Linked DNA regions of Salmo salar: region 1 is linked to region 2. A link is a contact called in public Hi-C data. All regions are on one chromosome and are shown on one strand. The core of a region is the stretch at or near the end of the contact, and the rest is flanking DNA. Distances in the headings are between cores, read along the strand shown. Region 1 holds the start of LOC106567675 (rab GTPase-binding effector protein 1-like). Region 2 holds the start of LOC106567678 (PRKR-interacting protein 1 homolog).

The links. A called contact is a pair of places that touch in the nucleus more often than the background predicts.
Region 1: a contact with region 2 is called in a Hi-C map of muscle, with 9 times the contacts expected there. The contact joins the promoter of LOC106567675 here to the promoter of LOC106567678 in region 2. A contact is called at or near these places in 2 of 3 Hi-C or Micro-C datasets (gill and muscle).

Annotation. Positions count from the first base shown.
Region 1 is chrssa13:73,835,933-73,839,337 of Ssal_v3.1, forward strand. LOC106567675 (rab GTPase-binding effector protein 1-like) reads right to left here and starts at 1,951. Exons shown (of 21, transcript XM_014137234.2): 1 at 1,740-1,951. The coding sequence starts at 1,785.
Region 2 is chrssa13:73,684,797-73,688,350 of Ssal_v3.1, forward strand. It overlaps LOC106567678 (PRKR-interacting protein 1 homolog), which reads right to left and starts at 2,002. Exons shown (of 6, transcript XM_014137241.2): 1 at 1,826-2,002. The coding sequence starts at 1,954.

The DNA of each region.
Region 1 (3,405 bases), core at 701-3,200, 150 kb after region 2:
ATAAAAAGGTATTTCTCTTTACAACCAGCAGCCTGAAAGAGGGGATGTTATTTATTTGAAGGGGGAATCTGTTCAAAAAAAAGTATTGCCCAGGCAGGACTGAGTGGGAGGGTAATTTGGTCTTCACTTCAACAATAATCACTGTTGGTGTTGTTTATTGCATAAAATAAATGGAGGTCTAACTGGTGGACAAAGAGCAAACCGATCTCACTAATTGTAGCCAATCACAAAGGACGACACCTGTGCATTACAAAATACAAAGCAACATTCTAGGGGCAAGATCTATTAATGACTATATTAGCATACTGACAATGTCTGCAAAAGGTTTGACCCGAAAGACACTCAAACTAAACAAAGATCTATGACATGAGCCTACCAACGAACAAACTCGAGGTTTTCCAAGTTGTTCAGAGATTCAAGTTTATACATATAAAACAGCATGAGGTGCCTGAAAAGTAACTTCCCCAAATATCATTCCTGGTGTCCAACATAATGGTTATATAGCCTACTTCTTAGAGTCAATTTCCAGCGCAGAAAGTACACTAGTTGCAAGTTCCAATCTTTGATGATTTGGGGCTTTAGGCCTACTTGAGGTATAGGCCCATCTGTCCACTAGCTTTAGGCTACATACTGTACAGTTTTCCCCCATTCTTAATAATGCATAACTCACTACTCAAAAAAGAACAGACCAATCTCAGTCGTTATGGAGAGCATAAACGTAGGTTTCCTAATAAATCAGTATGACGTGGAAAGTTTGCTTACAATCAAATGCATTTATAAAGTAGATGCCTGAATGTTGAATAAAATTGCATTTGAACTTAAATATACCGATTGTCTGTGCGGTTGGTCCTTCAGTGGGTTGGAATTTTAGACAAAATATCCACAGTAAAGTATTATTTATCCGACTTTTTAGAGCGTCGGTACTGCGGTTGAAATCACCGGACACATGCGCAAATCCATGTAAACACCGGCAAACACCAGCATTGTCATGACACATTTCATTTCCTCCATTACCAGATTTGGTGTAACTAGTTGGAGAAAAATAATCATTTCAATTCCATCATAGGCTCAATGTATAAAGACATGTTGGCTTACAATTTATCTGTGGAGTGTGGCTAACGTTACTAGCTTGCTAGTAAACTAGTTAACTAGTCTGGAGTTCAACGTCTTGGCCCGTCCTAACGTTACCTGTATAACTTTAGGGCTAGACGCTACAAACCAGGGCAGGGGATGGAGAACTAAATTACTGAATATTCATGCGTCAATAAAAACTGTTTTCGAAAATGTTTGCTACATGTACAAATATAACCACCACTATCCAATTTCCACTCCGTCGAATAACTCGCATACACTGTCTAGCGCTGCAAAACAATGACAGCTAGCTAGCTAACGTAGATAGCATCAACACAGTTCGACTAACTAGTTAAGCGTCGTCTGTGGCTAAAATAGATCCAGCCAGATGGGTGAGCAATCATACGCCATTCTTAATCGCGCAAAATGTAACGATGCATGTATTTTCTAACAAAGTATGCACATCTAGTTTGGTGCCTGTGAAGCTCGCTATGTATAATATACATCCATTGAGAAACGTGAAATAATGGCCAAGTATAGATAAGGTTAATGACACGTCGGGTGATGGTGCTAGCTAAACCTTATATTCACAGGCCGCTTATAGTATCTGGATTAGCTCGAAACGTCACCACATCATATACTTCAAAAAAAATAATAACAAGCTTTACCGTCGTGCTGGGGCTGCCGGGCGGATTCCGTGGCCTGTTCGGCCATGGTTTCCAGGGAGGTGGAAACGCTATAACCAGCTTGGTGTGGGAGAAAACTAGATAGAAGTCCAAGAAAACAGGCTGCCTGCTACATGGAAGGCAACATAATTGGAGAAACAGCTATTTTTCTTCTTCGGCGGTTGGCATACAACGTTATGGTGCATTACTGCCACCTACTGCACTGCAGTGTGTGCCAGCGACAGGGTGAAACTAAATCCAACCTGCCAACCCTGTTTCTCTTAAAAAATATTTGAGGTGATGAGGACGATTATTTAAGATACTTTTTGAAGAGGTATGTTTTCGGAAGATGAGCAAGGATTCTGCTGTCCTAGCTTCAGGTGGAAGCTGGTTCCACCATCGGGGTGCCAGTACAGTAAAGAGTTGGGACTGGGCTGAGCGGGAGCTGCCCTCCCGTAGAGGTGGGAGGGCCAAGAGACCTGAGGTGGCAGAACAGAGTGCTCAGGTTTGGTTTTAGGGTTTGAGCATAGCCTGAAGGTAGGGAGGGGCAGTTCCTCTTGCTGTTCCATAGGTAAGCACCATGGTCTTGTAGTGGATGCGAGCTTCAACTGGAAGCCAGTGGAATGTGCTGAGAAGTGGGGTGACTTGAGAGACCTTGGGAAGCATGAACATCTGGGTAGGGGCTGAGTGGTTAGGGTTGGAGGAAAGGGAGACAGAAAAGGAAACAAAGTAGTGATCAGAGACCTGGAAGGTGATTGCAGTGAGATTAGTAGGCAAGCAGCCTCTAGTAAAGATGAGGTCAAGCGTATTGCCTGCCTTGTGAGTTGGAGGAGATTGGGCAAGGGTGAGGTCAAAAGATGCAAGGGGGGAAAAACTGAGTTGGAATGAAATGCATCGAATCAAAGGCAGACGTCAGGAGGTTGAAGTTGCCAAGTATGAAGAGCGGTGAGCCATCATCAGGAAATTATCTTATCAAGGTGTCAAGCTCATTGAGGAACTCTCCAAGGGCACCTGGTGGACGATAGATGACAATAATGTTAAGCTTGACTGGACAAGTGATAGTGACAGTGACAGCATGGAATTCAAGTGAGGAGATGGACAGGTGAGAGAGGTAGAAAAGACAAAATCTCCACTTAGGAAAAAGGAGTAGATCTTTGCTACCACAACGACAACCAGGTGTTCTCGGACTATGAGAGAAAACATAGTTAAATGAAGAAAGAGCAGCTGGAGTAGCAGTGTTCTCTGGGGTGATCCATGTCTCCGTCAGGGGCAAAACGTCAAGGGACTGAAAGGCAGCATAGGCTGAGATGAACTTGATGTTCTTGACCGCAAATAGGCAGTTCCAAATGCTGCCAGAGACACGGAATTCCACATGGGTTGTGCGCGCAGGGTACACTAAATGAGAAGAATTGCAGCCAAGGGGTGGGGAGTGTCTGTAAAGCCTACAGAGAGAGGTGCGAATAGGTATAGAAAACACACACATAGTTGACAAAGCTACAAAAGAGCTAAATGAGATAATCTGTAAATAACTAGGTAAATTATTAAAGTGACCGGCTGTGTCCCAGCCGGTCGCTTGGAACAATCTTCTGTCCTTTCCTGGCTTTGAGATCTACCTACTGTACTGGATTGTGAGGCTCCTGTGTTTCCGCCAATTACGTATATAAACCCC
Region 2 (3,554 bases), core at 752-3,251:
ATCCTTCGTCACCCCTGAGATGACTCCTTTGTTGTCCTGATTCTTTTGAGGCCCACTGCAATCTTCCTCTGCTCTTCAGAAATTAAATGAATCAAAATATTACCACTCCTGAGCTGTGTTGGAAAACTCATACTAACCATACTATTTGTGACTTAAATTGAGTATGTCGTATGCTTATTGGTCATAGTATGGAAAGAGTTAGTATGCCAAAATGTCCCGGATGTGGTACTACATTCACCAAAATACGAAGTATAAAAGCAATGGACAACATTTCCGTGCTTTTAGGGCACATAATGCAATTCTTCGGAAATGGGTGTGGCTTCACAACGTTTTCAGATTTGTTGGCTCCTAGTACATCGAACTTTCCGGTATATTTACTTTATGCTAACTACCCAACGTTTATTGACTTGATTATTCACGTCATTCATAGCTTAGCTAAGTGGTATAGTCGTTCGGGTCTGTTCATAAATTCAATCTGAATATCTACTCCGATTTCAGAGCACTCTCGTCTGACTGCCAGAGGCAGAATAACTGATTAATTTACAAACGATCGTAGAATGTGGCCGATGTCAGTAAACATTGGCAAACAAGCTTAATTAAATTGTTGCCAGCAACACAGTTAATCACCAACGCTCTGGATAACATGAACTGCCTAACCAGCTCTGCTAGGGCAAGTAAAATGGTCAGAGTGAGGTGTTCTCTCATTTGTGTCTGGAAGTAGCTAGCAAGCTAGCCAACATTAGCCAGTTAGCTCGGGTGCTTGACTGCAGTTGAGGTCAGAACGCTCAGATCAACCATACTCTTCCAGAGCACGCTCCGAGGGCGAAACGCTCAGAATTTATGAACAGACAATCTGACAACGCCCTGAATTTACAAACGCCCAAAACACACTCTGGCACTCCAGATTGAATTTACAAACACACTCGAAGTCTAGCTAGTAATTTGTTATGCTAATAAGAGAGCAAAAGGTTGCATAGCAACAGAATACACTTCCTGTAGACAGGCGAAGCGCTAGTATGCTCAACTGAAAGGATACCATTCGTTTACAGTATACTAAAATGAACTAATAATATATACTCATTAGTATGTACTATACAGTAAGTTAGTATAGGTATTCGAACATAGCTCAGGGCACTCTGACAAACTCCACTTTTCCAAGTGCATACGTCACCATTTTCGAAACCACAAACGGGTTTCCCACATATGCATCCGAACAAGAAGCAATTCATTATCATTTACTGCACTCCAATCTTAGACAAATTCCTTTTCGTTAGTTTTCGATACTACTGTTGTCACTACTGACTTCCTGCTTAATTCGAACTCAGCATCCACTTCCGCCATCTTCGTCAACTCGCTAGTTCCCTGTCGCCACCTACTAACGAAACCTTTTCAAAGCGCTGGTAGTGCATTCAAGTGCCTTACCACCTGAAACATTTGCGCATGTAAGTACATGCACGTGTTTGCATAGTTTTGTGACAGGTGATATAAACCATTACCAGCGTTTGGAAAAGTCGGTTTATTGATACTGTACTTTCCTGTGGATATTTTTCTCAAATTCCTACCAACAAAAGGACAAACCGCCAACACAACTGGCACAGTAACGTTACGTTGAAATAAAATAGTGTTCAACATTCTGGCTTGTGAGATGAATTTTTCCAAACAAATGAATGCCATTAATCTCAGACTGTGAATCAGGCAATGTTCTAACTAACTGTGCGTAAACACAGATCCACTGCGGTTGGCGCTAACGTTAGCTAGCCTTGCTGGCTGTGGAGATAAACATGAGCTATTTGAATATATCCTCAAAGAACCCCCCGACACTTACAGGGTTTCTCATCAATCTCTCCAATTTAAGGCGCTGCTCCTCTGCCGGAGTTTTGGCTATAATCAAAGGTTGAGATTCCTTTCCTGACGGTTTCCCTGGTCGACCATCTTTTTCCCTGGTCGCCGACATCTTTAGAATATGATGTTTGTCTTCTTCTACATTGATTTGTATGTAAAAAGTTTAGCTCCACCTAGCGTACTGGGGCTGCATACTGAGTTATAAGGGTGTGCAATGCTGGAAATTATAAATGAGTATGAACAAAATTGGTGAGGTTATTATTTTACCTATGGTATATTAGTCAAGCACTTGTAGAAAAACACAAATAACGATGTTCTTTCAAATGAAGGTAATGGATTTACCTTGCAGAATGTTATTCTAAAGAAGGCTCAGCACCTCGTTGGGAAAGTTGTAATGCAGAGTTCTTGATGAGCCAGTAGGGGGCACGCCTCCCTCTAGTTTAAAGGATCGATCTGCATTTGCGACTACCATTTTTTTTACTTATAAATTCATGATATTTATAAACTGGGTGGTTCGAGCCCTGAATGCTGATTGGCTGACAGCTGTGGTATATCAGACCATGGGTATGACAATGGGTATGACAAAACATGTATTTTTACTGCTTTAATTACTTTGATAACCAGTTTATTATAGCATTAAGGCACCTCGGAGGGTTGTGGTATATGGCCAATATACCACGGATAAGGGCTGAATCCAGGCACTCTGTGTTGAGTCGTGCGTAAGAACAGCCCTTAGCCGTGGCATATTGGCCATATACCACAACCCCTCATGCCTTATTGCTTAAGTACCTGTTGATTCTTGAACAATATAACTTATAAATGCCTCATAAACTTAGTTCAACAGTCTTACACTATCAGAACCTAAAATATAGGCTAAGCTTGTTTTACTCCAATGTTTGTAAACAAAGTAAATGTAAACAAACACTGTATAGCCTCAAAACATGCTTCAAACTATATGGATGGTCAGTACTTGCATCCATAGATCTATCTATGAATTTGAGTGTTACATTTCTCCAGCCACATCCCTCAGTTTTTTACCGAAACAGTGGCAGGGAAAATTCTTTGTTATTGTTTCAACCGCAAATTTCCTCTTTAAAGGAAAAATCTTGGGAGGCTTGGCTCGATTCTGCCTTGAGCAACAGAATCCACAGCTCTTGCGAGAGTAAAAGTGGTATCACATTGTGACCAAGTAATCAACTCTCTTACTTTAAATAAGACACATTATTTATTTATTGCTCATTGGGGAAAGAATTCCTAGTCAGTTGTACAACTGAATGTATTCAACTGAAATGTGTCTTCCGCATTTAACCCAACCCCTCTGAATCAGAAAGGTGCAGATGGCTGCCATAATCAACATCCACGGCACCTAGGGAACAGGGATTCAATCCAGCAACCTTTCAGTTACTGGCCCAACACTCTAACCACTAGGCTACCTGCCGCCATTGCTCATCGTGTAATGCTTTTTGGGCATGTTGGCATAAGAGGATGCATCACCAAGGAGAGGAGCGAGCTAAGGTTAGCCCTAACCCTCCAAAAAAATTAAGAATATGCATATAACTCCATTTCTTTTCATAATAGCAATTTTTTTTTACATTTACTGTAGCTTTCCTAGTCAGACTCTAAAAATGCTATAAATTAGCCTCAACATCAACATCATGCACATTGCTCAGTAAAGAGCAAACTAACCTCACCTATCCATACCAAAGCTGACA